Regions from separate parts of the Zea mays genome. Here all the other regions are linked to region 2. The links are chromatin contacts, called in public Hi-C maps. All regions are on one chromosome and are shown on one strand. Each heading gives the region's core, a stretch centred on a gene start, on an enhancer-like site or on the middle of the called end of the contact. The rest is flanking DNA. Distances are from core to core; before and after follow the strand shown.

Evidence for each region. Hi-C and Micro-C count contacts between places; a contact is called where the count stands out from the background.
Region 1: a Hi-C map of ear shows a contact between it and region 2, with 2.4 times the contacts expected there. The contact joins the promoter of LOC100381528 here to the promoter of LOC100217045 in region 2. A contact is called at or near these places in 2 of 25 Hi-C or Micro-C datasets (ear and tassel).
Region 3: a Hi-C map of ear shows a contact between it and region 2, with 2.2 times the contacts expected there. The contact joins the promoter of LOC100280678 here to the promoter of LOC100217045 in region 2. A contact is called at or near these places in 2 of 25 Hi-C or Micro-C datasets (ear and tassel).

What each region holds. Positions count from the first base shown.
Region 1 is chr8:127,975,501-127,978,279 of Zm-B73-REFERENCE-NAM-5.0, forward strand. It overlaps LOC100381528 (oxidative stress 3), which reads left to right and starts at 1,344. Exons shown (of 2, transcript NM_001174357.1): 1 at 1,344-1,655; 2 at 1,749-2,249. The coding sequence starts at 1,462. The coding sequence ends at 2,010.
Region 2 is chr8:127,668,148-127,670,847 of Zm-B73-REFERENCE-NAM-5.0, forward strand. LOC100217045 reads right to left here and starts at 1,416. Exons shown (of 7, transcript NM_001143417.1): 1 at 1,263-1,416; 2 at 965-1,165. LOC118473137 reads right to left here and starts at 1,453. Exons shown (of 3, transcript XM_035961798.1): 1 at 1,284-1,453; 2 at 965-1,153. The coding sequence starts at 1,400.
Region 3 is chr8:127,994,397-127,997,096 of Zm-B73-REFERENCE-NAM-5.0, forward strand. LOC100280678 reads right to left here and starts at 1,327. Exons shown (of 1, transcript NM_001159256.2): 1 at 271-1,327. The coding sequence starts at 1,200. The coding sequence ends at 412.

The sequences.
Region 1 (2,779 bases), core at 94-2,593, 310 kb after region 2:
CGGTTTAAAGTGGATTGAGGAGGATTAAATCCCCTCATATACAAATTTGTATAAAAATAGATTAAATCTCTTCAATCCTGCTCAATCTATTCTAACCGAACAAGGCCTCAATCCCACTTAATTTATATGAATTGAGAGCGAACCGATCAATCCTGACTTGGGGAGCACCTTTTCTTGAAACGGAAAAACATATGTATCTAGTCTCGCCGCAAGTTAGCAAATCAGACGCCACGTAGTACACATAAGCACACATCCCTGAGAGCGAAACCTCTCCTGTGTTTCAACCCAAGCGCAATGCACATAATCGAATCGAACCTGGAGTATAACATTAGTTTTGATGTAAGTTCTGAATATGATTCTGAACATAATGACACCGTAGAAAAAAAACCCTCAGATTCAAGCAAAAAAAAAAAAAAAAACAGAAGGAGGTGAGTTTCAAGCTGATGCGGCAATCTACCATCTGGAAGTAGCACATGACCCCGGTTAATTAATGAATGTATCTTTAGTCTAAAACAAATTATATTATATTTTTGGATGGAGAAGTATTTAGAAGTATTTGATTTCACGCTTTTTATACCAATGAAGTTTATCTTAATAATTCCTTATAAGCTATCCATTTACTCCAGCCATAAGCCAGCTAGTTCCTATAGGCTGTTTTGGTTCGATTGTCCCGAAACGCTTGGTCGTAAAGATTTTCGGTTGTAACCCAGACCAGTACACAAGACACTACGGATACAAAAGTTTTTTATCGTTAGAAATTTCAAATTATTTTATATACGATATAATCTAAACAAAACCAGAGTTCACGCTTTCGGACCGGTCGAGTCCGAGCGTTCGGACCCGGAGATTGGCGGCCACCGGCCAGCACCCCCACCCGGTGCGATTGCGAACCAAACCTGGCCTCGTGCGCGCGGGACCCGGAGTGAGATGAGGATAAGATCGGAGAACAGATTCCGGAGCGAAAGCCATGCGTGGCAGCGCCGCAGTGGCCAGCCCGAGCCAACACGCCTTTATTAACGCAGATTTACACCCCACGTGTCGGCGTGGGTCGCAGGACCCGATGTGCCATGGACGCGACGGCACTCGGCACAGTGCCACAGGCGGGGAGATGCGAGGGCACGACCACGAACCGCTGCAAAAACAAATGGTTTCCGCACCGAATTTCGCACGTTACTCGCTCGCGACGCGAGATGGACAGATGGTTTTTGCGTTGGTCAATCCGTCAATGGACCGACGGAGAGAAAGCGGGCGGGGAGGGCAGGCGCGGGGCGCGTTATCTCGCCGCGGCGTGGCGCCGGGAGTTATATAAAAGCGCGCACCGCGGAGGCCGACGCGCAGAGGGAGCCCAAGGAAGCGAAGCGGAAGAGACCGAGAGGGAGAAGCGTTTCTCCTGGGTTGTTCGGGTGAGCCGCTAGCGAGAGCGAGACGGAGCGAGGCTTTGCCGCTGCAGAGCAGAGCGACATGAGCTACCGGCTTGGAGGCGCGGCGGACCGCGAGGAGGGGGACGAGGAGCTGTTCGAGACGGCGCCGTCCGTCTCCGGCGGCGAGGGCTCGTGCGACCAGGAGCGCCGCGCGTTCGTGCCGCCGCTGCGGAGGATGAACTCGGACAGCATCTACGACATGGCGTCCATGGTGTCGCAGCAGCTCCCAGCCAAGTAAGTGCGCGCGCGCCTGCACCCATGGTCTGTCTTCTCACGCCTCACGGTATTTTTGCTCATGAATCGGGGACCTGGCTGGCTGGCTTGCAGGAAAGGGCTATCGCGGTACTACGAGGGCAAGTCGCAGTCGTTCGCGTGCATGTCGGAGGTGCGCTGCCTGGAGGACCTGCGCAAGAAGGGCAGCCCCTACAAGCACAGGACCAACAAGAGCTACGGCGCGCTGGGACTGGGACTGGGAGGGATGATGTGGCCAAGAAGCCCGCCTCCAGCTCCTGCGCCGACCTCGGCCTCGCCGCCGCCAACGGGTTCAGGACGGCCCACGGCCCCAATTCAGAACGGGTACCACCAGTGAGGCTGTAGCCTGTAGGCAGACGACGAGAGCACTGCAACTGTTTTTTCGTTCTCTCTTTTTTTTTTTTACTTCTCTACTCTTGTTCTGCGGGATTTCCTTCACGGGCTTGACTTGACTTGACTGTGAGAATTTTACGAGGTGGTGTGAACTGTTGCTTGCTCTGCTATCGGAGTACCTGTAGAGCACTAGAGGGACTCACTCACAACATAATTGACCGTTCTGCACTGTTGCTGCTCGGCAAAACAAACTGCTGTTTGGGTAAATACGAAGCACTGCAGTCCTGGCAGAAAATAATGATCGACTGTTTCCTTCCTTTGGAGTGACCATTAACCGAATCCTCTCCCGCACCTACCACATAAGCTCTCAACTCAACTTTGATTCAGTGTACAGACCATAGAAGGCTATATAGCTCAGTTTTTTTAGAATTCACACAAGTTTATTTCAGCGCTCGCTCAGAAATCGTATAACATAATGAAATAGTGTGTGGAAAGAGCTCCAGAGAGATCGATGGTCTTTAGTAGGGGTATTTATAGAGATTGATGATCAAATTTGTGATTTTTTTTTTCATTTTTTGAATTTTTCGGACTCCAAAAATAACTAGTTGCAACGGCTGGACCAATTAAAAACCTCCACGTCGCTCTCATCCGTCACTCTTGCTCTCCCTCTCGCCAGGCGACAGTGGGCCCCCTGCGCGAGAGACAGCACGTCCAAGGAAAACATTGAGATCTCTCGCAATCTCTACACCAATACTCAGGTCAGATCTCCGATA
Region 2 (2,700 bases), core at 166-2,665:
CCGGTAATTGCTGCTGCCTATTGTATGTTGAAATAATAATCTGTCGACTATTCACCCCTTGAAATAGTGCTCAGTTTTTCTTTTGTTCATTTCAACTTTCTGAAAATTGTAAGAGAATGGTTTACTTGGATGGCTTTATTGAAGTGTTAAGTGTTACACACTTCATATAAGATTTTACTTGTTGCACCCATTGAGCAGGATAGCCTACCCTAACTTGCTTGGGACTAAAAGGTTTTTTTTTTGTTGCATCCAATGAGCAGGATATCATAGATGCTGGACCACTGTCATATGATGAGATTCTCTGACCGTGGCCTGAAGCACCATAGACATGGCATACATATCCTCATGTGTACGTGTAACGAGTAAGTCTATCACTCTATCTATAGCAAATTAGCAATGGCTTCTACCAGCAGCATGCCCTTCATAGCAGGTTCATAACCACAAATGCAACTTTCTGTAGCTTAAACAACATCACTTAGTGCGATTGTGTGACATAAGATTTTTACAGTTGAAGATTGGATTGGCACCACACTCTAATATGGAAAAAATTTCCAATCTATTTTGCCTTTGGGAGATCCTTGTTTTTTTCGTATATATTGTTGAATTGCCTTTTGAGACTAAGATTTCAATCCTAAAGCCTAATTGAATCTGCAGCCATACTAAGAAATGGTGTATGTTCCGCAGACAAGTAGTATTGTATCATGCAATTGTATCGCTTAGTAAGAACTCAGACCGTCCATGTCCAAGCATCACCAAAAGGAGCTGCATAGCACACGACACAAGTTGAGAATCTATTCAGCGATGCACGTGACGTGCTTCTAGTGGCATTGAAAGGCTACCTCGATGGTCTATTTAACTGGAAAAAAAATGCAAAATGAATTCATCAACAAAATGCAAACGAATACCCAAGTTGGGCAATCTTGTCGTGTTGGTATTGACAGTGTGTGTCGAGTGAATACACTACCTCTTTAGATATCTTGATTCCTTGGTTGATGTGAAGGCACACAGCACATTCTCTCCAGTGGCATCCATATTTGGGGGCAAAGCGGCAGCGATGGCTACACTGTACAGGCAACACAAGATTCTTGGACCGGGGCCTCCAGTAACCTCCATAATTGACTGGTCCCCAAACTCCGAGCAATACGTCCGTCACCTGCTCAGTTTACTGTAGATCAGCGTGGACGCAAATGCAACTTAGCACTGGAATCTCGAAGAAATAATCACACAAATGCTCGGGGGGGGGGGGGGGGGGGGGTGATTACACACGGTTGAAGTTGAACTACCACAAATCCGGAGCACGGGTGAGAATGGCCGTCTCCCTTCCAGGAGAGGGGAAGGCGAAGCGCGCGTAGGAGTGAAGGCTTGAGAAGTTGGGCCGCCGGCGAGTGGACGCCGCGCATGGGACTGCGCCGCAGCGGATGGACACTGTGGCGGAGCCGCGGAGGACAGCTAGGCCGCGATTTGTTTTACTGAGAGGGGGCGGGCCACAGAATCGGGCTGCCAGGATAGGACGAGTGATGATTGGGCCGTGAAGACGTGGGCCTGATGAAAGAATAAAAGTAAAACCTATAGGAAATTTGGTTTGAAAAATTATAAAGAAATTTTATTTAGTTAAATTAGCAATGACTTAACTAAGAAACGAGATATTTTATAAATTATATATTTTTACATCTTATTAAGTTATTTGCAATTTAATTATACTATTTTTTACAACTTTATGAAATTGATTTTCTAGGTGTGCTGCTTTTTATCTTGGTTTGATTAATTTTATTATGTGAAGAATAAATTTTAAATATGTTTTTCTACTATATTTTACAATGATAAGATTCAAAAACTAATTTTAAGTTTAGATGACCATTGCCGACACCCGTTTGGATCCATATCAGTATATATTTAGTATGTCATCAGCATGACGTCAGATCCGTTTGTCCAGAGGATCAATGTGACACATCTTGACAAGTATAAAAATAGTGCACTTTGTCAGTATATGGACGGTACGGCATACCTTTAACAAGGACTAAAATAATGCAGTTTATGATTAGGCGACATGAGGTACCTGTTTAAGTTGCGGACCGGTAGTGCGCGTACTCATTTTTTTCACGTGAACTTTGTATTGATTCACTTAGCTTTAATTCGTATCGATTCTACTGATTCTACAATATTTTATCTCTTTGCGGTAATCTGAATAACTAGTTTTAATCTAAAGCGAACAATTTTGGAAACTAAGTGTAGTCAAAATCATGTATGAGTGTGATAGATTTTTTTGTTAGTTCATTACGATGGCGTCCTCAAACTTCACCGTGATCATGACTAAACAACCTAGAACATCATACAGGCGAGTGTGGATCTACTAGTAGGCAAGCACGACCTTGGCCATAGATCCATTCGAAGAAAGAAGATGAGGTAGACACACAAAGTCTGCTTGTCATTGAGATAAATGACAATAGTTTTTTTAAAAGACACTGATGTTAAATTAAACGGATTTCAACTTCCACATAGCTCATAACTTACCATTATTTTTCTATAACCTACAACTCATATCCCACAACCACTTTTTTCAAAGACCACAACTCACCCAAATACACTCTCAGGGACTGTCAGATTCTATGAGCTAAAATAAAAGTGACTACAATTTAGTCCCTTTGGAGCTAAAGATCCAAACAAGGATAGTTAAAAGTAACTAAATTGATACATTTTTAC
Region 3 (2,700 bases), core at 77-2,576, 330 kb after region 2:
TTCCCATTTGCAGAAACTCTACCGCATTTCCTTCATCCAAGACCAATCCCCCTGCAGTGATCGGATGAATGGAACACACGTACTTCCACGACTGAACACCGATTAATTGCAGATTAGCTGAACACCGATTCCAGAAGGCAGCAGTGTACTGACAGCGAAGGCAACTACACTTTGTATATACACTGGTAGTAATGATCGAACGAACGAGAACCATGTACAGCAGCACGCCACGCTTACAGATTGCAGTATTAATAGTTGCACCAGGTTTGGTTTATATCCACAAGAAGAATGATGCAAATTCATGAAAGAAAATGGTACGATCAATATTGCTTAACGAAGCTGTTCCGTTGACGACGCCGGCAGCAGCGAGCGAAGGAGATCGCAGATCGGCATCCACCACATCTTGGACGCCTACATCACCAGCTCCGACACCCATCCCAAGTCCGGCCCGTCGTCCTCCGTGACCGCAGCCGCAGGCAGGACCGGCGCCGACGACGACGCCTTGGCCTTCCTGAATCCGAGCTCCCGCATCGCGAGCAACAGCTCCTCCACCTCGGCGTCCGCCGGCTCGTCGACCCACCTCCGGCCCTCCACCGGCGACACCGGCGGCGACTCCCAGGGCGGCGCCAGCGTCGACTTGGGCGAGAGCGACAGCGCGAGCGGCGAGCAGCCGTCCTTGGCGGCGCCGGCGCCGGCGCCGGCGCCGGCGCGGAGCTCGGCCGCGGCGTGCGCGAAGAAGCAGACGCGGCGGCGGCAGGCAGCGCCCGCGCGGCAGGGGCGCGTGCGGTAGCGGGACGGGTGGAGCCACAGCTCGAAGGTGCCGTGCGCGAGCGGGCAGGCGGCCCCGCGCGGGCACGCGGCGCCCGCGCCCGGGCGGCGCCGGAAGTCCGGGCACGGCTCCCCCGCGTAGGCCACGCGGCGCGGGTCCCGCCGCCGCGCGGCCTCCCCCGGGTGCGCGTAGGGGCACGCCGTCCAGTCGTGGCTCCGCGCGCGCGCGCACCGCCGCACCTTGAACTCGTGCATCATGAACTCGTCGTCCGCCTCCGTCGCGACGTCGCCGCCCTCGGCGCGGGTGGAGGAGAGGTACTCTCCCAGCGCGGCGAGGAGCTGCGGCGGGATCTCTGCGGCGGACGGGTCGGCCCACGGCGCGCCCAGAGACGCCGGGTCCAGCACCAGGTGCAAATTTTCACGGCTCACCATGCCTGCCGTCGCTCTATCTGCCTCGCCCTCAGTGTTGTTCAACACTCGGTCCAGTCCGGTTAGCCTGGGTGGTGGTGGTGCCGGGGAAAGAGAGGACTGTGGTGAACGTGCCTTGAGGAGATATAACAACCGTAGGGTTGGTGGCGCGGGGTTTTATAGGGGTTGGGCTGGGGCGGTATCGTATCCGGCAACCGGCATGGGCGGTATTGAGGGCTCTGTTGGTTGCCGAGCTATCGGAGGCTGGCGTGGCGTCGTGGGGAGGTGGTTTGGCGCGGGGCGACTACGTGGAGAGGCGTGGAGGCCCGTGCTGCATGTTGCTCGCCACGTCGCGGCCTCTCGGCGAAGGAAATGGGGCGGGCCACCGGGCGCTTTTGCGGCTGGGCCGGTGAGGTTTCGAGCTGCGCTGCTGTACGGCGTGGTCTGCTGCGCAGTACGGGACACCCACACGTACACAGCTGCATCACTACTCTTGTGGATCCAGCAGCCATGCCCCTGAGAAGAGGCAAGGCACCTGGACATATATATTTATCCTGGTACTAAAGAGAGCATATACTTCCGTGCACCTTAAAATAAAATTTGCATCAGCTGACTCGGGAGGGAGCCTACGGAGTACGGACATTTCCGCCCGCGGTAACCGTCCCCCCCCCCCCCCCCCCCCCCCGGCCCCTGCATATGGATGGAGCGTGAAATAGATGACCGTTAGCAGCGCCCCGACTCAAGGCAGACAGCCTCAAGCCCAAGAATATCAGGCCCGGCCTGCTCTCGCACACCGGCCCAACTTTAGAGTTTCGGCCCCAAGTGTGTGCTAGAGTCGAGAGAAATTATCATATTCATGTATGAACTAATGAACATAACATCGTACTTTGTTTATCAGCGAGTGCGAGGCCATCGTTACCTCCTGCAGCTATCAAGTTCCTCGAGTTGCTGATGGTGCCGGCCTAGCTGCTCTACAGTTCTATGTTGTCCAACATTCATTATTGGCAGTCATGCATTCTCTTGAGACCTTCGGGTGCTTCCCCTAGCTCTCTGCCTTCGATATGATCAATCATTGCCTTGGATGCAGGTGTATTGGAAGCGGCCATTCCGACGTCATCATAAAGGCTGTGGAGTTTTTTTCGACCCACTCCTTTTATCCTATCCTGGGCAACATTTAGTTTTCTAGGAGTTAAGCTCTATGATTAATTAATTAATTAATTAATTAACGCACTAAATGACTAGGGCTTCATCAAGTGCTCAATAACACAAGGAGAATGATCTTCTCTTGCTTTCACACACCCTTGTCAAAATCCCTCGAGGAATCACAACGTTGGTCAAAATCCCTCAAGTTCTATCAAGTTTATGTTGGCAATTAAATCTTTGGCTCGATAAATGAAGGTCATTGTAAGGAGTTTGGTGAGTTGATGTCAAAAGAGTTCGAGATGTCGATGATCATCGAGCTTACTTTCTTTCTTTAGCTTTCAAATCAAGTAAATGAAGGTAACTTTATCCGCCAAGACAAAT